7 separate regions of the Mus musculus genome follow, and all the other regions are linked to region 2. The links are chromatin contacts, called in public promoter capture Hi-C maps. All regions are on one chromosome and are shown on one strand. The core of a region is the stretch at or near the end of the contact, and the rest is flanking DNA. Distances in the headings are between cores, read along the strand shown. Region 1 holds the start of Rab8b (RAB8B, member RAS oncogene family). Region 2 holds the start of Zwilch (zwilch kinetochore protein). Region 3 holds the start of Herc1 (HECT and RLD domain containing E3 ubiquitin protein ligase family member 1). Region 4 holds the start of Rplp1 (ribosomal protein, large, P1). Region 5 holds the start of Usp3 (ubiquitin specific peptidase 3). Region 6 holds the start of Aph1c (aph1 homolog C, gamma secretase subunit). Region 7 holds the start of Aph1b (aph1 homolog B, gamma secretase subunit).

Region 1 (3,116 bases), core at 343-2,842, 2.7 Mb before region 2:
AGGCAGGGCCCCTTTAATACTCTTAAAAATGGAGGCATCCAAAAGAATTTTTGTTGGTGTGTGTGTATGTTAGGACAGTTGGTATTTAACATATTTTAAATTAAAACTGAAAAAGAAGCAGAGATGAGACAGAGACTTCTGACAAGATAAAGCTCCTGGTCCCCCTTAGCCACTCCTTCCTCATGATCTGGATAGTAAACCCTTGTCTCACAGGGGCTTGATCTGGCTGGGTTTCTGCCACTTGCAGATAAAAGAGCACTGAACAATAAAGAATTAGTCTAGGGTAATAAATAATGAAGGCTTGAATTGAATACATCAAAGTGCTATTTCCTCCCTTCCTTTTGCCACCCATTAATTGAAAGCCTCCTGAGGAGTGATAAATTTAAACGCAACTAACACCTACACTTCACAGCACCTTACCAAGTTTCAAAGTGCTTTCACACTCAGTATTTAATTTTCACTACAACCTATGAAGTAGTTTGTTTTTCATTCGTCTTTACAGATGAGAAAACTGAGACGTGTCAAGCCTGTGAGACTTCACACAGCTGTGAAGTGGCTTAGCAAAGACTAAATCCAAATCTAAATCTCTACATCTTCTATGGCCAAAGTTCCCGTCACCTGTCTCAGGTGGCGCTATTTTATAAGCTGTTCGTAGCACAAGCCTTCCCACATCTTTCTTCTCTTCTCTTCTCTTCTCTTCTCTTCTCTTCTCTTCTCTTCTCTTATCTTATCTTCTCTTCTCTTCTCTTCTCTTCTCCCTCTCTCCCCTCTCTCCCCTCTCCTCTCTTTCTTTCTTTCTTTCTCTCTCTCTCTCTCTCTCTCTCTCTCTCTCTCTCTCTCTCTCTCCCTCCCTCCCTCCCTCCCTCCCTCCCTCCCTCCCTCCCTCTCTCTCTCTCTCTCTCTCTCTTTCTTTCTTTCTTTCTCAAGAATTCATCCTCCCGCGGTGCGCGAGGCGGTATCTATGAAGCAGAGCCTCTAAAATGATCATCGCATTTGGCTGTGGCCTGTAGTTCAGAAGGCACAAGTGGGAATGAAATTAGCCCGCTAACATCACTCCTTGAGCTCTATAATTGAAGGGCTGTGGAAGGGGGCCTAGGAAATGGGCGGGAACGGGAGAGGCTGGGTAATACTCTGCAGCTAATTCACAGACTTCGTGAACCTTTGCATCTCCAAAGAAAGCTTGCCGAGCTCCGGGTTCAGGCAAGTAGATGAGCGAACTGCAGGACTTAGATTCCGAGGTCTTGGATTTGAAAGATGCCCATAAACAAAGAAACAACAAAGTCAAGTTCCCTTGGCAAAAGAAGAGGAGTTTGAAACGAAGCGTCTTTTCCCTGTAAGGATGGAAAGTCTTAACACACCACCCTACATCACTCAGATTTGTTATCCAGGGAGGTTGTTCGGACAGTTTGGGCGAGGCACGCCCGCGGCTCTCCCAGAGTACTACAAATCCCATAAAGCCTCGCGGGGCGGAGGGTGATGACAAGGCGCGGGCAGATTGGCTGGGACGGGGAGGAGCGAGCCTGTCGCCTCAAGAGGGTGGGGCGAGAGGCGGGGCGGGGCGCGGGTGGCTTGGCAGACACGCCCCCTCGCCAGAGGCCCCCCCTCCGCGCTGCTTTCCACCGCCTCCTTGCTCTTGGCGGTCAGAGAGGGCCGGAGTGAGAAGATGGCGAAGACGTACGATTATCTGTTCAAGCTGCTGCTCATCGGCGACTCCGGCGTTGGCAAGACCTGCCTCCTGTTCCGCTTCTCAGAGGACGCCTTCAACACCACCTTTATCTCCACCATCGGTGAGGGAGCGGCCGCGGCCCGGGACGGGAGCTGAGACGAGGGGGGCGGGTGCCTGGGGGCCTGGGAGAGGGCACGCGAGGGCTTGGCGACCGGAGAAGGGGACCCCGAAGGGCCGCGGAGAGGGCAGTGAGAGCCGGAGAGGCTGAAAGGGACGGATGGGGATGCGGAACTGCGGACGGACGAAAGGGAACCGGAGCAATCGGAAACCAGGGGTGTTGGGGACACGAGGGGGCTCCGGGGCGGCGGCGGCAGCGGCGTCCCAGAGGGACGGAGTCGGGGGAACACAGGAAATCGTACGGAAAGAGAAGGAGGGGAGGGAGAGTGAATACGAACGTGGGTTAGAAAGACAGGAAAGAGGAAGGAAATGTGAAGAGGGAAATGAAGGTTTGAGGACTCAAAGAGGGGCTTCAAATGAAGTAAAGGGGCAGAGGACACCAGGGACAAGAGAAGTGAGACTAGGAGGCGGTCAACAGGGAATTGAGGGGAATGACTGACTGAATGATCAGGAGGCAAGCGATAAAACGACATTGACTCTAAAGGTGTGAACAGAGATGCCAAGAGAAAATGCAGAAGATTGTAGGTGGGAGAAGGACTCAGGAGGACCCGAGGGCGACTTGAGGCTACTTGGTGGAGAAAGTGAAGGCGAGCTGAGTGTTAACTAGAAAGGAGAAGGGGAAGCAGGGGATGCAGTGCAGGGGTTGAGAGATCAGAGAGGAAATGGAAAACGCGGGGCTCAGGACTTTCCCTAGTAACTGGGAACGCTGGTTTCCATTTTCTCTTGACATCTTTGAATCGAGATTTAAAAAGTGACTAATGATGGAGTAATGTCTACGGGGTGTTAAAAATCTTTTGAGTGTTTATAGGAATTAAAGGGGCTGGGGACTTTGGGAGATGATGTGGTTAGAAGAAATTTATTGTTCACCGCCTTATTCCGTGTCTTGGGAAGCAGCAGTAAGTTTCTCAACTTTGTAAATTCTTGAGCTCGTGTAGTTGGTAACATCCAAGCCAAGTGATTGACTGTACATTCCGCCTGCCTCCCTGTGTAGTTTCCTTTGATTCTAATTACTTTGTAGGTGAATCATAACATACTGTATATTTCCCAATTACTTCTAATTGACTCAAGAAAAAAATTTCTCACTCTTCACTGGGAGCTGCTCTTGTATCTTCAGTAAAAGACATTGTGTGCAGGTAAACAGGATCTTTAAGTTGTAAACTGAAGAACACATCAAAACTGCTTTTAAACCTTCAGTAGGATGACCTTAACATTATTTCCTTTGTTAAATAGCTGCAGTCCAGTGGCCCACTCACTCATCAGCTTTTTGGTTGTC
Region 2 (2,940 bases), core at 31-2,530:
CAAATTCAGAAACGTTTTGATACTCTGAAAGACTCTTAACTGAGGATTCCACCAGCACTTAGGTCTGACCTATTTCCCATGTGCCCTTCCAGATACTATACCATCTCTTCTACTATACCCCCCTTTAAGTCGTCTCACAATAGGACAACCTATCTAGTCGGTTTAACGATGAATCTAACAGTCTCCAAATTACTGTGGTCAGAACAACCTTAATCCATCTACAGATAAACATTCGTGGTAAAACAATATACTAATTACTACTGAAAACTCGCTTAAGATTCAAAGGTCTAGATTACATCATATAAAGTAACGAAGACATGCATTTCCAGAAATTGTCTTAAAGAGGTGAAGGCAATCTTCCTGGAAAGCATAAATTCAGATATCCTTCAGCCCTTTTCTTTGAAGACAATTTCTCCGGACTGAAAGCACATGACCCGCCACGGCCTGTGCGGAGTTGTCATCGGACGATCTCGAACCCCTGACAAGTCTCTGGCATCAAAACGCTCGGCTTCCAGCAACCCTGCTTAGAACTAAGCAAAGCTTAGAACTAAGAAAAGCTAAGATCCCAAAGGTTCCTCTACCATCCACCTGGCGCTGTTGCCCACGTTGCCTCTAAGATGGCTGCCTCAGCGCCCACAACTCAGCTCCGGCCAGAAAAGGTGCTAGGTTTCCTTTCCCTCGTCTCCTCTCTGCAGATTCCATGTTCTGAACCTTCGCCCTCCTCTATAGCCGCCCCCCAGACCAGGGGGAAGCCCAGTGTAGAAGACCTCCACTCACCATGACGGGGAGAGGAGAAGGCCACGCTCCTCTCTACCCGGCTGCTCCCACAGGAAAAGGAAAGACTTGTCACTTGTACTCTATATATCCTTCCACTCGTCTTCCGCATCCTGCCCCTTATCAAAATCAAATTAGAGACACGATCTATCTTTCTGCTACATGTAAAAATTTCAAAAGGTAATATTATTGCGTGACGTGTGTTAAAATTATGTATTCATTTTTTTTAAAGTTAAAAAGAGTGATTAGAAAGGAGGGACTCTTTTTCGCGGAATAATTCGTAACTCGTCACAACTCTCGCGAGAATTATCTTTCTCCTCATCCCGCCCACCCTCATCATAACATCTCTTTTAGTCCATTTTTTCCCCCCTAACAGAAATGGGAGACTTTTGGAATAGTAAATTGAGGGGATGCTCTACTAAATTAAAGCAATGTGTTAGCGTTGAGTACAAACCGAACTTAAAGCGTGAAGTAGTTCCGGCGGGGCGGGGTCATGGCCTCTGACGTCATTGTCTGGGCGCGCAGTTCAGTTTAACTTCTTAGCAATGGACGGAGGCCACGGCGGTATGTGGTCGCGAATGAACCGCGCGGCGGAGGAGTTTTATGCTCGTCTCCGGCAGTGAGTTGTGGTTGGGGAATGGGATGGTACTTGTCCCTCCCCTGCCGGTGGTGTTTGCCACAGCTGGCTGCCGGCTTTCCTGGACCTGGGATGTGAGAGGCAGCCAGGGCTCTGCGGAGGCCTAGGCTACTGCCGGCCTCCGGAGAAAACACCCGAGCTTACCCAAGGGAGGCAAGATGGCAAAGCAGTGTACGGATTGGACTGATGTACACGCTTCTAAGTAGAGGCTCCTGGGACACAGAGAGCTAGATGTCATCGGGCCTCAAGCTCAGAAACGGACAGAATCCGCATCGACCCTCCTCGGCAGCCTCCTGATGCCGAGATGAGAGGCGTGAGCCGTGCCACAAATTCACTGTGTTCCCTCAGTGAAATTCTGTCAACTTCTACATCCTGTGTGAAAATCTAAGTCAGCGACTCACATCAGAATCACCCACAGGGTTGCCAAAATATACATTGACTGGCTCAGCCTCTGAGATTTTTGATTTCGTAGGCCTGATGTGAAGACAAAAAACTTTAATTCTAGGTGCAAGGTGTTGCTAGTTGGGTATAGCCCATTAGTCTCTAAATGCTATCATTTTTAACTGCCATTATTGCCCCTCCTGTTTACAAAAGCAGTAATAATTTTTCACTACTACAGGAAAAGAACTAATGTGCTTTTGTTTTTTAAGATAGTTTCAGAGCCCGGCGTGGTGGCGCACGCCTTTAATCCCAGCACTCGGGAGGCAGAGGCAGGCGAAGTTCGAGGCCAGCCTGGTCTAGAGAGTGAGTTCCAGGACAGCCAGAGCTATACAGAGAAACCCTGTCTCGAAAAATCAAAAAAAAAAAAAAAAAAAAAAAAAATAGTGTCTCTGTGTAACCCTGTCTGTCTTGGAACTCAATCTGTAGAGTAGGCTGGCCTGGAACTCAGAGATCCGGCCGCCTCAGCCCTCAGAGTGCTGGGGGTCAAAGGCGGGAGCCACCACTGCCCAGCTAAAACTAGTGGGTTTTAGTGGTTGGGTTTTTGTTGTTGTGTTGTGTTTGTTTTTTTTTGTTTTTTTTTTTTTTGAGACAGGGTTTCTCTGTGTAGCACTGGTTGTCCTGGAACTCACTCTGTAGACCAGGCTGGCCTTGAACTCAGAAATTCACCTGCCTCTGCCTCCCTAGTGCTACGAATAAAAGCATGAGCCACCACGCCCAACAAAACTGATGTTTTTAAAGAAGCTAATGTCTTTGAGCTCAGGAACTTGAGTTGTTTTTAACTGTTGTGGTATTTTGCCATGGTGTTAAGTACTTTATTGTTTTAAACCCAAGATCTCTGAGTTTGGACTTGTAAACATCGTGGCCCGGTGTCCAATGTGCTGTCCTTACAGGCATGTACCATTATGCCCAGCTTTTGAGGTTCTGGAAATGGCTTCACACATTTTAGGCAAGCACTGTTATTCCCGAGTTATGTTCTCAGCTTCTATGGTTGTTTTATGTCTGTTTTATCACCTCCATTGATACAAATTTATTTAGATCCTTTATGCTTACTAATTCTTTCCTGGATGTTTTCATCTTTCCATGCATAA
Region 3 (2,985 bases), core at 26-2,525, 2.2 Mb before region 2:
TAAAGCTATTTGAGCAACAATCATTTTGAAAGAAGACACAATGAAATATGGTGACGGCTGGGAACAGCCAATGATAATGAACAAGTAACCCGGCTTAATCAAGTGGGCCAAAGGAATGGTTCAAATAAAACAAATCATTTTGGGAACATACATAAAATAAGGAAGTACCATTCAAGGACAAGCTAGGTACTCTTAAAAAACAAAAGAGTCTGTTAGAAATATATCAAAATATTAACAGTGAAATGCTATCTCTGGAGATGGGTTATTAATTCGTTGGAATTTATCACTCTTGATTACCTATACACCTTCAAGGTATTACACACATTTTTAAAACTAACGCAAATGGAGATTTTTGTCCCTGTGCTTCACAGCTACCATACACATGCATGCATAGTACATACATACATACATACATACATACATCGCGTCTTTACATAACCTCCTGGGAGAGGTAGGTACCAAGCTTCTGTCCTCGTGTCTCCTGGGAACCTGCCACCCATCACTGTTCCCAGGGTTAGCTCCTGTCATCACCACCATCCACCTCTCACCCTGGAGACTACACAACTGTCGCCTCGTCTCCGCTCCAGGTAGCAAGGGCTTTAGAAATTGTTATTTTATCCGAAGAGAGATTCAGAGAAAGGTTTACCGAAAGGATGAGCAGCCCCCACCCAAAAGCGCAGACGAGGAGAAAGACGCACGGTCTCAACCTCCACCCCTCCGAAGTCGGCCGGCGACAGGGAGCACCGGAGTCGCGACTCTCCTCAAGAGGAAGAGATGGGAGAGCCGCTCCCCAGTCCCAGTCCCAGCTAAGAGAGACGCGCTCGATAGCGGATAAAGGGGAGAAGGTCACAGACGCGACCCCTGAGGCGCTGAGGGGCGCAGACTGCAAGCTTATTCAGGGGCGGGTCCCTCCCTCCGGCAGGTGGCTCGGCTTCCAACAGGCTTCCAGGGGGCCAGGGGTTCCTCGGGCCTCCGCCCGCCGTCCACCCGGAGCCAGCAGTCCCGCTCGGCGGGCGGCCCCGGAACGGCCCCGAGCGGCTCGGCCGGGCCAGCCGATCACACACTCGGGAGGTCACGATGGCGAAAGAGAACGTGTTACCTACCGTACGTGGGTCGGGAGCTGGCGGCGATGGGGTGCGGCTCCAGCACCCGGCACCCGGCTGGCCAGCGGCCGCGCTAGCCGCGTCCTTTATATTTTTGCTGCAGCGGCGGCGACTTGTCAAAGGGAAAGACGTAAGAGGCGGCGGCGGCAGCGGCGGCAGCGACGGCGGCAGCGGCAGCGGCAGGCGAGTCTCGCGGGACTTATGAGGGAACTCTCGCGAGATCAGAAGCGCTGGTCCTGCCTCCTCCGGGCCTCGCGCGGGAGGTGGGAGGCAACCTGAGAGGAAAAGGGAGAGAAGATGCCGGCTTAGGCAGTGATGGGAAAGCGATGAGTACATCGCCGGCCGGGAGACCCTTCCTGTGAGGGTACTGGGGACACTCTACCGCCCCATGTCTCTTAACCGCTGGGTCCTCGCGGAGTCACGTGTGCCCGTAGGGAACTATCAATTGGGGGCATTTCACAAAGGGCGCTGAAGGATCAGGCGAGCGTGGATGTGTTCAGGATGAGTACGGGACAGTCTGCAAGAGGATCGGGGTCCGAATGCTGCCGAGGCCTCGGGGCTGCCGAGGACCGAGAGAAAAAGCTGCGGCCGGCCACACCCCTTTATCTCGGCTGCTTGCCGGGCGCTCTACTCCCTTTATCTCCCATCACAGTCTGCCCTTAACCTTGTGGCTGGTTAAGTTTACGCCCAAGCAAGTGTTTAAGTTGACCAACTTCTGCCCTGTCTGAGGAACACGGGAGGATTGACCTTTAGTACAGGTCTTGACCCTGACCTATACAGTGATGCACTCTGAGGAAGAACACTAACTTGGTCATCTAGCCCAACGTCTAGCATAGATGTAGGCGCTCAAATGTTGAATTGATATTGTTGAATGCCTCTGTACTTAAGGACTCCCAATCTCACCACTGTAGCCACCTTCAGCAAAAGGTTTTTCTGGAGAGAGAGCGGTTAAGAGGGCTATCTCTTACAGAGTGACTTGGCTTCACTTCACTTCAGGATGTCCAAAACCACTTGTAACTTCAACACTCACTTCTGAACGCTACAAGAACCTGCACTCGCGTTAACATACCCACACATACACATGAATTTGTTTTTGTTTTCAAGACAGGGTTTCTCTGCATCGCCCTGGCTGTCCTGGAACTCTCTGAAGACCAGGCTTTTTCCTGATTCTGCTCCAGAGTGCTGGGACTAAAGGCTTTTGGGGAAGGGGGGACGTTATAAATAAAATCTTTTTAAAAAATTCTTGTGCTAAAGACATAAACATACATGGTATAAGCAGCTGGGTGGGGTGGCAATCTCTGTGAGCTTGAGGCCAGTTTGGTCCACATACTGAGTTCCTCCCCTTTGGTTCAATTGGAAATGTGTATCATACAAATTTAGCCTAAGACAAAAGCTACTCTCAGCTTTGTGTGTGACTTGGAATGGCTTGCTTGGCTTCCCTGGACCTCAGTTCCTAATCTGTTCATTTAGAATATTAGTTATTATGACAGGGTTCCTCCTTAGAGGAGTATAGATAATGAGATAATCACTAAATAGAACTTCTAATGGTGCATATAAACTTCTATGTATAAGATGTGTGTTCTAGTCTAGGTATGAGAGGCAGATTAGCATGGAGTGATGACATTGTTGCTAGTGCTTTTTATGGTCTCAGGTGTTTGGTTTTGGTCCTGGGGAGAAGGGACTGAGGTGCATATTTTTCATATCAAAGCAGACCTGGCCTCCTGATTCTCCCTGCATCCCTCAGTTCCGACCTGTCATACCCTGCCCCCAAATGTGAGCTTTGCAGCCCAGGGGCTGGGTTGCCCTTCCCCCAGAGGCTTCTCCCTATAGAATCCAGACATTTTGCGTGCTCTCTCTCTCTCTCCCTCCCTCCCTCTCTCTC
Region 4 (3,197 bases), core at 162-2,661, 2.3 Mb after region 2:
AAAAAAAAAAAAAAAAGAGCATGTCTCAAAGTAAGCTTAAGGGGGTCTGAGATGTAGCTGAGTGGCTGGAGTGCTTAGTGTGTACCCGCCCTGGAGTTAATCCCTAGCCCAGCATGACCTGGATACTTAAAATCAATCCCAGGCAGGGGAGGAAGATCCAACATTCCAGGTAATCTTCAACCACATAGCAAGTTCAAGGCCAGCTGAGGTACATGACACCCTGTCAGGGTGTGTGTGTGTGTGTGTGTTTAGACTGAAGGCCATGTCAAATTCCACTGAGATCATGAACAGAATTTTGATTGGAACTATATTACTTGGAGAAAATTCTCCGTTTTAGGCTCTTATCTGTGAAAACTATATTGCTCTACTTAGGTTCCTTTTGCTGTTTCATAGCTTCTTTGTGGTCCTGAGATTAGAATTTTATTAACTTTAAAGAAACCACTTAATCTAGTATGCACTACATTCTAGTTGCAAGTTTCTAGCACCAAGGTCACCTCTACACAAGCTGACCACACACGAGCTGTACCCTAACCTGAGGGGTGTTTTTATTTAATTGTGTATATGAGCACTTGGGGTTTCTATTGCTGTGACAAAGTACCATGCACTAAAAGAGAGGCAAAGGAAAACGTTTGTTTATTGATACTTGCTTTTGATGTCTGCGCATCAAAGTTACTCTCCTGGTTTTCTAGGGGTTCTATATAATTAGTTGCCGAATTTTATCACGTGGTCTCCTACTTCTGTGGGTTTTTTCCTCACCATACCTCGCGTGACACTTTAAAGAGTGTTTACTTTTATGTGTACTTGAGCGTGTCTGCTGACCTCTGTCAGGATCAGAGCCCCTGTTACTGGATTTCCTGGCACTTTTCGGGGTGCGGGAGCCAAACCTGAGAGCTGCAAGATGGCTTAACTTCCGCCCCTCTGTGCTTTTTCAATGTAATGAATTAAACATTAACCACGATATATTGCATTTGATATGCAACTCCGGGTCCCGGGTGGTATTTATCAACCTCATCACAGACACAGTTACTACGGCGCGCACGCCCGGGGTGAGGGTGGGTTGGGAAGTCCACCACGTGATCCGCAAGGCTTGAGGCGGAGAGCGACTTTTCAGTGTACCCAAGCCGTGGGAACGCGCCTGTCAGTTTAAGCAGTACGTCTCCCCCGATAGCTCTCTCCCTTTAGCCTGTTAATCTCTACTGTTGAGCACTTGTAATATTCGCAAGCCCCAAAGGCCAATCGCACCGGAAGTCGAACGCGCAAATCCGGAACTGCGTTCTGCAGACGCGCCTCCTCTCGGTTTTGGCCCTGCCCCTTCCGTCTCGAGTCGGGCATCGATTGGTCGGCGCGGTCCCATAAGAAGCTGCGCGCAGGCGTATATGATCTTTTCCTCAGCTGCCGCCAAGGTGCTCGGTCCTTCCGAGGAAGCTAAGGCCGCGTTGGGGTGAGGCCCTCACTTCATCCGGCGACTAGCACCGTGCCGGCAGTCTACAGCATGGCTTCCGTCTCCGAGCTCGCTTGCATCTACTCCGCCCTCATCCTGCACGACGACGAGGTGACGGTCACGGTAAGTGCGGGATAACCCCGGGCCGGCCACGTGTTTGTGCGGCGGACACCCGGCTCCGCCCGGACTTCGCATTCTCAGGCATTCGGTGACTTGGAGGCCTGTGAGGCGTATGCGCTCTGTCCTCCCCGCGCGGCCCAACCCGAGACAGGTGAATGGCGGTCCCGAGCGCGCATGTTAGGCCTACTGTTTAGAGTGGGCTGTTTTTATCTAAGTTTTAGGCCTCGAACTCAGGTCGTCAGGCCTGCGGGACAATCCCACAGCCCGCTGAGCCTTCAAACCTGGCCTTGTCTTTTTTAAGGTTGACTTTAGCCCAAGTACGAAACTTAACTCTGTATAAGTGACTGAGTTTTAGCCGCATTCTGATCGTTCTGACGGGTTGGCGTTTGTGTTCCAGGAGGATAAGATCAATGCCCTCATTAAAGCAGCTGGTGTCAGCGTCGAACCTTTCTGGCCTGGCTTGTTTGCCAAGGTAAGTTTTGGGGTTACACTTGGTAATGTACGATTTCCACCACCAGCCTTGATTTTTGTATCTTAGTTTGTACTTATTGATGTGGCTTTTATGTCAGGCCTTCACGGTCCATGGCTTGAGAATGAGTTTTGTTGCCTCTTAAGTTTGGGCATTTGAAGCAGTGAGATTCATGCAAAGTGGATAGCTACATTCTATTTATACAAACAGCTTTATTTCTGGCAAGTGGGGTCAATCAACTGGTGGCAGTTGTATATTGATTCCCTGTAGTCCTGAACATTGCTTTGGTCTCATGGGTGAAAAGAGCTTAATTGAATCATTAAATCTTGCAGCACAAAACTAAAAGCCTTTTCTATGTCTCTGTTGTAGGCTCTGGCCAATGTCAACATTGGGAGCCTCATCTGCAATGTAGGGGCTGGTGGGCCCGCTCCAGCAGCTGGAGCTGCGCCTGCTGGTGGTGCTGCTCCATCCACTGCCGCCGCCCCAGCTGAGGAGAAGAAAGTGGAGGCAAAGAAGGAAGAGTCCGAGGAGTCTGAAGATGACATGGGCTTCGGTCTTTTTGACTAAACTGCTTTTGTTAAGTTGGCTAATAAAGAGCTGAACCTGTAGGTGGACTGGTCTCACTTGTAAGCCACAAAGCTCTTGGAGTTTCAGAGATGGTAGCAGGTCCCAAAAAAATGTCAGGGAAGGAGGGTCTTGACCAAAGCCACCATGAGTTATATAAATAAGACCTGGGTCAAAAGAACTAGACGATCTGGGTAGAGAATGGGTGGGTCTGTCTCCAGGAAGCCCCTTCAAGCAACTGTTCAGAGAGCCTGTTTAGTGCCAGACAGACAGGCTGAGAGCTAACTCTTACTGTCAAGAATAACAAAATAACCTCTGGGTCTCCCGATGTTCATGTGTGAAGAACTTGACAGTTGTTGAGGATCTCAGAAGCATCTAGAAGGGCCAGAGAACCTACCAGTCCACTGGTGTAAAACCAGCAGCCTAAAGGATTCAGTCACGCAGCAAGGCTTGGTGTGTAACTACAACTTCATGTAGAAAGTTTAGGACTTGGGGCTGACAGTGCCAGGTACCCCATTGCCTCTGCCTTAGTGAAGAAGCTAGGGAGTGGGTTCAAAGCCAGCCTGAACTACAAAACATAAGTTTTATTATGTATGGTTTTGG
Region 5 (2,816 bases), core at 159-2,658, 2.4 Mb before region 2:
TGCCAGAGCTGATCTGAACAACTTTCCACAATTTCTCACCATCAAAACCCGTCCAAGCCTTGTTTTGACAGCAATCATATACAACTTGGGGAAGTGGTAGAGTTGCTTGGACTGAGGAATCTGAAATACCACCCTGGGCAGAGATGTCCTAGGTGGGTGGACACTATCAGGCAGAAGGCTACAGGGTGCAGTAGTGGGGTGTACGGAAGTGGCTTAAGGGGTGCTAGAGGCGTGCACTTCAGGGAGGTGCCCAGTGCTAACTAACCACTATCCGGCCCAGCCAGTTAATCATTTCCTGACCTTTCCTTTCCTGCCCCATGGATTGGCACATTGTTCTTCCCTCTCCACTTGCTTGTCAGGGGATGAAGGAAAGAAGCCCCTTTACCAGGTTAAACACCACCAACCAAACAAAGAAAGAAAGCCCAACTTTGGAGGCTAGATTTGTGGGAGCCCCAGATATCCTCAAGGCAGAGAATGTGAGGTGGCAGGCTCTCTACCTCTAGACGCTCCTCCTGTCTTCTTCACTTCTTTCTAGAGAGAGATTTGAAGCGGGGGGGGGGGGGGTGCGGGGGTCCAATCTTCCTAAAGCAAATTATACTCTTGGTTTCACTTTTTGTTAAAAAGGGGACCGTAGCAGCAGCTTGAGAGGGTGTTTTGAGGATTAAATGAGGTGTGGTATGCAAAGTGCCTGGCTGGGAGCCAGGTGGGCTTCTAACAAATGTTACACTGCCTCTTTTTATTACCTAGCACCCGCGACCTTGTACAGCAAACTGGATTATTTCGTTCAACTTCAAGAGGTATAGGTATGAAAATACCCACAATGGGCAGGAGATATCAGTGAGTCATAACGGCATGGCGTGGACCCCGAACACAGGCGTTCCGGTGGGCCCAGCCGTGCAGTATCCCGGTGACACACTCAGGCCAGAGTTCAGAACTCAGAACAGTTCCGGACCCCGCCTGCTACCGGGAGAACACGAAAGTCAGGACTGTTCTGGGCTCTTTGCAGCCGGCTGGGCCATCGAGGGCCACGCCCCAAAAGTCTGTTTCTTCCTGTGTAAAATGGGGCTTCAATGCACGTCGGTGTGAGTGGTTTTCATTTTCCGTACTCTTTGCGGTGTGGTCACATATTCTACCTCGCTGTTGTAGCCAACTCACTGCAGTAGAAGCAGCGGTCCCGACCGCTCTGCCCCGGATGAGTACCCACACTTGTCGGGTTCCCAAGAATCGGCTGCAGCGGCCGGGGGCAGATTTCGGAAAGTCACTTCACATCCCCGTAGGACTTTACACTAGCTGCTAGCACTGGGTGAGCACCAATGCCCCGCCCACTGACTAGTGTGGGGGCGGGGCCCGGGCTGGCCTGGGGGCGTAACCAGCAGGGTGGGCGGGGCCGCCGGAGAAGGCGGAAGCCTACTGTCCCTGGGCGGCGGCAGAACCAGGAGTCCGGATTTTCACGTTCTCCGGAGCGGGGCGCCGGGAGACGGCGGATGGCAAAACCCGGCGCCCGGAAGCCCTTGCTTTCTTTGACGCAAAGGCTCGGGACCCAGAAGCCGCCGTCTGCCCAGTGCCGGGTCAGAAGCGACCCCAGACGGAGCCTCTGAAGTCCCTCCGCCCCAGAGCCTCGGCTGTCCCCGCCGCCGTCCTCGTGGCCATGGAGTGTCCGCACCTCAGCTCCAGCGTCTGCATCGCCCCGGACTCAGCCAAGTTCCCCAACGGCTCCCCGTCGTCCTGGTGCTGCAGCGGTGAGTGCGGCTCTGGGGCTGGCCGGCCGCGCACCCGAGGTCCCGGCTCTGGCCCGGGCCTTGCCGTCGAAGGGCCGCGGGTGCGGGGCAGCGCGCGGCCTCGTTGGGGGGGGGGGGAGGCTGAGGGGAGCAAGCGGGCCCGGCGCGCGGGGCGAGGGGACGCGGCGCGGCGCGGCGGGCGCGGTGGCGGCTCCTTTGTTTCGCGCGGCCCGACGGCCGGGCCGGCTGAGGAGAGGCCCGCGGGGGCCTGAGGCGAGCGCGCAGCGGCGGGATGACGCGGCGGCTCGCACCCCAAGGCTCCGCGAACCTAAGGGCCGGCTCCGCGCGCGGCCGCACGTGTGGCGGGGTCGGGCTCGCGGTCCCCCGTGGGCCGGACAGGCAAAGCGCCGCTCTGCGGGCGCAGCTTTGTCTGGACTGCCGGCGCGCGAGCCCCTTTGGGTTGCGTTTCCTCGGGTTCCCACAGGCTCCTGCCTCCCCCGCAGCCCCTGAGCGGACTGCGCTGGGGGCTGCTCACCTCGGAGTCTCTCTTCAGCCTGTGAGGGTGAAGTTTGAAAACAGGCTGCGGGCTCCGAAAGCTCCGGAGAAGGCAGCCAACAGCTGCTTTGGAGGGGCGGCTCGAGGTTGGGTGTTTTGGGTTTTTTTGTTTTTTTTTGTTTTGCCTTTCGAAGATTGTTCCGAGGCAGTTTTTCGGGTTGGCAGGGATTTCGTTGGGAATTCCCGAGTGCGTGTAAGACACTTCGTAGGTTTATGTTATGCCTTCGAGTTGCTTAAGCGTTAACTCCTTCTGCTTCCTTGGAAGCCCCGGTGCCCTCTCATTGTCTGCCGGGACTTAAGGTCGGACGGGCCACCCGGCTTTGATTACTTCCTGGTAGGGCCCTGGTGCCGACGCTGGTCTTTGTTTATGAGCTTTAAGATTATCACTGGCAGCTTGGGCTGTAGTGTAAAATGTGAATCGTGTGCATCAGAAATCAAGTTCATCTGCAAGGCTGAAAAGACGGTGGGACGATTCAGCAGAGTGGTCTTTCAGCCTGGGTTGGATTGGAGCTAGGAAGGTAGTTTAGGGACTGCTTTAATACT
Region 6 (2,945 bases), core at 340-2,839, 2.7 Mb before region 2:
GGAAATATCAGGTAAGTGGGGCAGAGCAGAGCAGGGAAATCTCTGCTACAGGTGTCAGATGCTGCAATCCGATGACATTCTTAGCTTTGGGGTTTGTGGAGGCTAGTAGTAAATATGAAGGAAAAAACCTGTCACGTGATAGTCACAAGGGCATTAGAGCAGATGCAGAGGTGGGAATGAATAGCTGTTAAAGAGGCTAGATAGCCCAAGATATTGGCTCTGTATCTACAGCGTTTCAATTCTCCACAAACATGAATGTAATTAGTCAATATTAACCTTGTAGCATTCTTAACATAGCTGTGGTTGTTTGTCCTGAAATTTAAATTCAGATATGATTAGAGAATGCCTTTAAAATTTTTTAAGTTTTTGGAGATCAGGGCTGTTAGTGGCACAGAAACCAACTTGTCAGAACAACTCGTCAGTATTTCATTATTCCTTTTCCATAGGGGATGATTCACCTGGGTCATACCAGCCCAGTTGGATTTTTACATAGGATGGGAGCCCCACATTCCTGCAACCACGGACACAGAAAAAATACTTACTTTAAAGGAACCGTGCCCCTGTCCTGCTGTTTACTTCAATTGACCTTCAGCACAAAAGTGGCCTGGTAATCTCCCTTAGACCACCTTACAGTTGGCCAGCACCAGGGACAATGTGTACCCACAGGCAAGAGGGCTGGGGCACAGCTTTTAAGTCTTCAGTGAGCCACGCTTTGGAATAAGGACCTGCAGCGCTGGCAAGTCTGAGGCTTGGTGTAGCCCTTTGCCTCTCGGAGGTCTAGGCGCCCGCCCAGTTCGGCGGGCAACTTTCATTGCCCCAAGAAACCTAGAGAAGAAACCTTGAAGGACCCCTTTCCATTCTCAGCACCCCGAGTGCTCTGAAGAACTGCCCAGCCCTCAAGGCCCCGCCCCGCAGTCTGACGGCACGTGGAGTCCCAGGAGGCCGCGTTGCTGCCCAGCCTGCCCGCACACCGAATCCTTCCAGGCTGCACCTCCGCTCTGACCGCTTGTGAAGCCCCTCGAGGCCCTGTCCCCTGCGCTGTACGCACGCAGAGACACTAGAGGCCGCCCCGGTTCTGACAGCACGTGGAGCCCCTCGAGGAACCGCCTCTCTGACAGCTTCTCGATGCCGCTGCACAGGTTCTAACAGTACTCTGAGCCTCTCAAGAAATAGCTTCCCGAATCCTGCACCGCCATTCGCTCTCAGCGCCTGGAGCACCTCCTGGAACTACCTCCCGAGATCCGCCTGGACACCCCTCTGCGACTGACCGTTGTGCGATACAGGCTCTGTTTTTCGAGCTCCGCCCCCGCCCAGTCCTGCCTTGCTGTGGAGCAGCTCGAGGACCCGCCTCCTCGACTCCACCCCGCCCTCTGCAAAAACAAGCCGCGGAGCATCTCAAGGCACTTCATCTAGAGCGCCGCTCCGCCCTCTGCTCTGACTGGCTGTGTCCTGCACCGCCCCCAGGCTCTGATTGGCCAGAAACCGCCCCTAAGGCACCGCCTCTCGTACGTCCCGCCCTCCGCTCAAAAAAGCCTTGGAGCACCTCGAGGCCCCGCCTCCCGGGCTTTGCTCCGCCCCCTTCTCTGATCGAGCCCGGAGTACCTGGCAGGCCTGCCCCGCCCCGCATTCCGCTAAGAAATCGTCCCAGTCACCTCGGATCCACTCAGGTCCCCCGGGACTGGCTTCTGTGGGTACCATGACGCTGCCTGTGTTCTTCGGTTGCGCCTTCATCGCCTTCGGGCCCGCGTTCGCACTCTACCTCTTCACCATCGCCACCGACCCTTTGCGCGTCATTTTCCTCATCGCTGGGTGAGGTTGAGCCGAGTCCCGGACACCGCGGGTCCCTCCCTCTCCTGGGTTTCCACGACCCCGGGATCCCCATCTCCCAGTGGCTCCCAGCTTGTGGGACTGTCCAAGACTGGGGGGAGGGGGTTCAGGCTGAGCAGGCGAGTCCTGCGGGTCTTGGCTTCTGTGGAAGATGGGAATAAGTGGATACATTCGTGTATGGAGCCTTAGTCTTTCCGTAGGAATTTCTCATTTCACTCAGTGCTCAGCGGCATCGAAGAGCTGTTCTCACTCTCTGCCATTAAAGACACCTGGGGATCAGTTGTCCACCTCCTCAACCCCCGTTCTTGGACTCAGAATGCCTGTGAGGAATTTGGGCTCAGATTTTTCTTGTAGGCCCCTGGGTAATGGTTGGGGTGCAGCCAATGGTGAAAGCCTGAGAAAACCGCTGCAACACCTGACCAGTCTTGCTGAGAACTTGGTAAATATCTAACTCTGCTGGTGACTGCGGTCTTGATCCCTTTGCACCTGCTGAGACTGAGTTTCTGAGACTTGGCACCCAGGCAACTCACTGGCTAGCCAGGAACTCCAGCCTCTCTGCGTTCTTTTTTCCTGTAATAAATAGTGCTCCTTCGCTGTTGGCATTAAAAATCAATAGAGTCTGTTGAACGTCAAGCTTGCTGTGTCCTTAAAGTCCACAGGAAGGTTGTAAGAACCGGGCCTGGAAAACAACTAGACCACAGCATGGGTTTTCAACTTCTGAGTTTTCCATGGTGCACACAATAAATACAGGTGTAGGTGTTTGTTTTCCTTCAGAAAAGATACTTATCTTTACAGACAGCTAAGCCATTAAATTCACATTTTCTAGGATATGAAAATTGTAACAGCCACTGGTTATATGTTTCTATGGCACACCAATGAGGCAAAGCAGTAACCAACTTCCTCGTTGCCAGTCCTTGGCAGATAGTGTTCTGGTGTACACAGACAGGGTCACTGAATCGTCCTTGTTGAGGGCATCTGACGTTCCTCTTGGACTGTTTTTTCACTAGGAGGAAAATGGACCATTGATTAGCAAATGCTGATTCGGAATACCATGTGAAGGGGTTCTTTCCTAAAAAAGATCAAGATATTTGTTTCCTGTGCTTCTGTTAACTCGTGAC
Region 7 (2,818 bases), core at 176-2,675, 2.6 Mb before region 2:
GTATATATGTTCAAATTATTGAAAATATTATATTAATAAAAGTAACTTCAGCATACTTGGTGTTAATAAGTAGATAGGAACAAGGCATAGGAGAATAGAAAAATGTTGTTGTCCTAGCAATGCTGCATGTGGACTCTGCCCGTCTATGTACTAGGTTCATCCAGTTCAACCTAAGCTTCATTTAAAAGCAAACCCACTCATAAATGACACAAGATCAAACACACTATCCCTAACACCTAGGACCGTAAACATTTCACCAAGGTCTCTTAAAGAACAATAATTAGTTTTCCACTCATCGGGCTAAAAGAACCTTATTAGAGTGAACCTAATTAAAGAGTGAAGTCAAGTCAGTTTATTTCTAACAACTGACCCACTTCTAACTTCTGGAGATGAGGGAAGACAAGAACTAGGAAGATGAAGATTCTGCTGGTTGCTCTGGAATTTTCTCTGGTTTGTGATGACCAGAAACCTCTTCATCTGGCATAACCCTTCATAGCCCTACTGATATGTGACCGGGAAAGGCTGCTCTCTGGGTGGGAAGAATTCTATGTGTTTTTTACATGGATTCTGGCATTTCTCTATGCATCAGGTTTTGTAATATATATGTCAAGTATTACAGCTTTCACCTCTATATTCTTTCTCCATCAGCATGTAATCCAGGTATAAAAGCTAAGCCTAGGAACAGTGGGGCTCAAGGTGATGAACAAAACTCCATCAGTAACTGAGCAGGGACAAACCCTAGGCCTAATGTCTGGAGCGGCTGACTCTGACTACACTTATAACACCTCGGAGCCCCGCCCACTACATTACCAGGTCTCCAGAACTTCGGCTCGCTTTGGCTGGAGTAGGGCGGCACTCTGAGCTTGCTCTGGCTGGAGTAGGGCGGCGCTCTGAGCTCGCTCTGCAGGCGCTGACAGGTCTGGGAGCGACTCAAAGCCCCGCCTCCCAGGCTCCGACCTGGCTCCGGTTTGACTGGGCGTGGGACTCCTCCAGGCTCTCCGCCTTCCGACCTCCGTTCCCTGTTCTGACAGGATCTGTGCTCCGAAGCCACGCCCCTCCTCTGCCCTCGGAGCACCTCGAGTCCCCTGCCGAGCTCCGCCCAGCAACCCGCTTTTACAGGCCAAGGAGCAGCTCAGGCCCCAACTCCCGAACCCTGCCTTGTCCCGTGTGACTAGAGGACCTCGAGGTCCTGCATGCCAACCCTCGCTCTGCCGTCCACTCTGATAGGCTATGGAACTCTTCCAGGCCTGGCCTCCCGAAGCTCCCTCCTGTTGCCTCTTTGACTAGGGCACCGAAGGCTCCGCCTCTCGAGCCCCGTCCCGCCCTCGGCATCTCCAGACCCCGCCTCACGGGCTCCGCCTCGTCCACTGCTCTGACGGAGCACCGGAGCCTCGCCACCCAGCCCCGCCCCGTATCCAGGACCCGCTGTCCATTGGGCACTGCAGGGCCCTCGGGCCCCCGCGACTGGCTCCCGAGGTCGTCATGACGGCTGCGGTGTTCTTTGGTTGCGCCTTCATCGCCTTCGGGCCCGCGCTCGCTCTTTATGTCTTCACCATCGCCACCGACCCTTTGCGAGTCATCTTCCTCATCGCCGGGTGAGGCTGCGCTGTGTCCCGGACGCCGCGGGTTCCCTCCCTCTCCTGGGTTCCCACGACCCCGGGATCCCCATCTCCCAGGGGCTCCAGCTTGTGGTGCGGTCCAGGGCTGGAACTGTTCCTGGGAGGGTCTGAGAAGAGCAGGCCCGTAGGCTAAGCAGGCGCCCCTTGGCTTCTGTTGGCTGAGTGTGGGAACAAGCAGATAGATTCCTGCATGAAGCCTTTGTCTTTCTGTAGGAATCTCTCATTTCCCTCAGTGCTGAGCAGCATCGAAGAGTCGTTATCACTACTCTCTGCCATTAAAGTCACCTGGAGATCAGATGTTTATTCCCTGCCCCCCACCCTCACATCAATCCTCGGACTCAGAATGTCTGTGCAGACTATTCAGGCTCAGATTTTCTTTGTAGACTCCTGGGTAATGGTTTGGGTGCAGTCAAGGAGGAAAGTTCGAGAAAACACAGTAACAACTGACCAGGCGGCATGTCCTCCTGGGAGCTTGGTAAATACCGGAACTCTGCTGGTGAACGTGGTCTTGGTCTCGCTGCACCTGCCCGAAGTTTGCAGCTTCTGAACTTTCCATTATATTAATGCAGGCGTTAGGTATTCATTTTCTTTTAGAAAAAGACACTTGACAATATCTAACCATTAAACTTATATTTTCTGGTGAATTTTGAGGATATGAAATTTGCAACTGTCACTGGTTGTATATTTCTATAGCACACAAAGCATCTCTTAGGAAAAATAGTCAGCAACCAAGTGCCTCTTAGTCCTTGACAGATAGTGCCCTAGCGTGCACGCGACAGGGTCACTGAATCGTTCTTGTTAAGCACATCTGACGTTCCTCTTGGACTATTTGTCTCACTAGGAGAAAAAAAAAATTCTGATCTAAAACATCACTTTGTGAGGATTGTTTACTAAAAATGATTTGTAGCTCAAGCAGGTTTGATTTAAAGTCATTATTAAGCCTGTGCTTCTGTTAACTTGTGATTTTTTTTTTCCTTCTACGTTCCAGTGCTTTCTTCTGGTTGGTGTCTCTCCTGCTGTCATCCGTTTTTTGGTTCCTAGTGAGAGTCATTACTGACAACAGAGATGGACCAGTACAGAATTACCTGCTCATCTTCGGAGTGTTGCTCTCTGTCTGTATCCAAGAGCTGTTCAGGCTCGCATATTATAAGCTGTTAAAGTAAGTTAAGTGTTTGTTTTATTTTCCCAGTTAGACTTGA

Evidence for each region. Promoter capture Hi-C pulls out the DNA fragments that hold promoters and counts their contacts.
Region 1: a promoter capture Hi-C map of pre-B cells shows a contact between it and region 2, with 5 times the contacts expected there. The contact joins the promoter of Rab8b here to the promoter of Zwilch in region 2.
Region 3: a contact with region 2 is called in a promoter capture Hi-C map of pre-B cells, with 4 times the contacts expected there. The contact joins the promoter of Herc1 here to the promoter of Zwilch in region 2. A contact is called at or near these places in 4 of 39 promoter capture datasets (erythroid cells, hippocampal neurons, liver and 1 more).
Region 4: a promoter capture Hi-C map of erythroid cells shows a contact between it and region 2, with 17 times the contacts expected there. The contact joins the promoter of Rplp1 here to the promoter of Zwilch in region 2. A contact is called at or near these places in 5 of 39 promoter capture datasets (embryonic stem cells, erythroid cells, hematopoietic stem and progenitor cells and 2 more) and 2 of 115 datasets of contacts at active chromatin or transcription factors (both in embryonic stem cells).
Region 5: a promoter capture Hi-C map of erythroid cells shows a contact between it and region 2, with 18 times the contacts expected there. The contact joins the promoter of Usp3 here to the promoter of Zwilch in region 2. A contact is called at or near these places in 2 of 39 promoter capture datasets (erythroid cells and pre-B cells).
Region 6: a promoter capture Hi-C map of erythroid cells shows a contact between it and region 2, with 5 times the contacts expected there. The contact joins the promoter of Aph1c here to the promoter of Zwilch in region 2. A contact is called at or near these places in 2 of 39 promoter capture datasets (erythroid cells and pre-B cells).
Region 7: a promoter capture Hi-C map of erythroid cells shows a contact between it and region 2, with 20 times the contacts expected there. The contact joins the promoter of Aph1b here to the promoter of Zwilch in region 2. A contact is called at or near these places in 2 of 39 promoter capture datasets (erythroid cells and pre-B cells).

What each region holds. Positions count from the first base shown.
Region 1 is chr9:66,918,181-66,921,296 of GRCm38.p6, reverse strand. Rab8b (RAB8B, member RAS oncogene family) reads left to right here and starts at 1,592. Exons shown (of 8, transcript NM_173413.3): 1 at 1,592-1,787. The coding sequence starts at 1,664.
Region 2 is chr9:64,171,271-64,174,210 of GRCm38.p6, reverse strand. It overlaps Zwilch (zwilch kinetochore protein), which reads left to right and starts at 1,280. Exons shown (of 19, transcript NM_026507.4): 1 at 1,280-1,393. The coding sequence starts at 1,320. Rpl4 (ribosomal protein L4) reads right to left here and starts at 824. Exons shown (of 10, transcript NM_024212.4): 1 at 778-824. The coding sequence starts at 780.
Region 3 is chr9:66,348,740-66,351,724 of GRCm38.p6, reverse strand. It overlaps Herc1 (HECT and RLD domain containing E3 ubiquitin protein ligase family member 1), which reads right to left and starts at 1,275. Exons shown (of 78, transcript NM_145617.3): 1 at 1,104-1,275. Gm30447 reads left to right here. Exons shown (of 2, transcript XM_006511600.4): 1 at 1-1,104; 2 at 1,207-1,400. The coding sequence starts at 654. The coding sequence ends at 1,382.
Region 4 is chr9:61,912,724-61,915,920 of GRCm38.p6, reverse strand. It overlaps Rplp1 (ribosomal protein, large, P1), which reads left to right and starts at 1,411. Exons shown (of 3, transcript NM_018853.3): 1 at 1,411-1,564; 2 at 1,959-2,033; 3 at 2,400-2,638. The coding sequence starts at 1,493. The coding sequence ends at 2,597.
Region 5 is chr9:66,591,707-66,594,522 of GRCm38.p6, reverse strand. Usp3 (ubiquitin specific peptidase 3) reads left to right here and starts at 1,408. Exons shown (of 15, transcript NM_144937.4): 1 at 1,408-1,739. The coding sequence starts at 1,649.
Region 6 is chr9:66,833,350-66,836,294 of GRCm38.p6, reverse strand. Aph1c (aph1 homolog C, gamma secretase subunit) reads left to right here and starts at 1,589. Exons shown (of 6, transcript NM_026674.3): 1 at 1,589-1,809. The coding sequence starts at 1,697.
Region 7 is chr9:66,794,030-66,796,847 of GRCm38.p6, reverse strand. Aph1b (aph1 homolog B, gamma secretase subunit) reads left to right here and starts at 1,425. Exons shown (of 6, transcript NM_177583.4): 1 at 1,425-1,595; 2 at 2,608-2,778. The coding sequence starts at 1,483.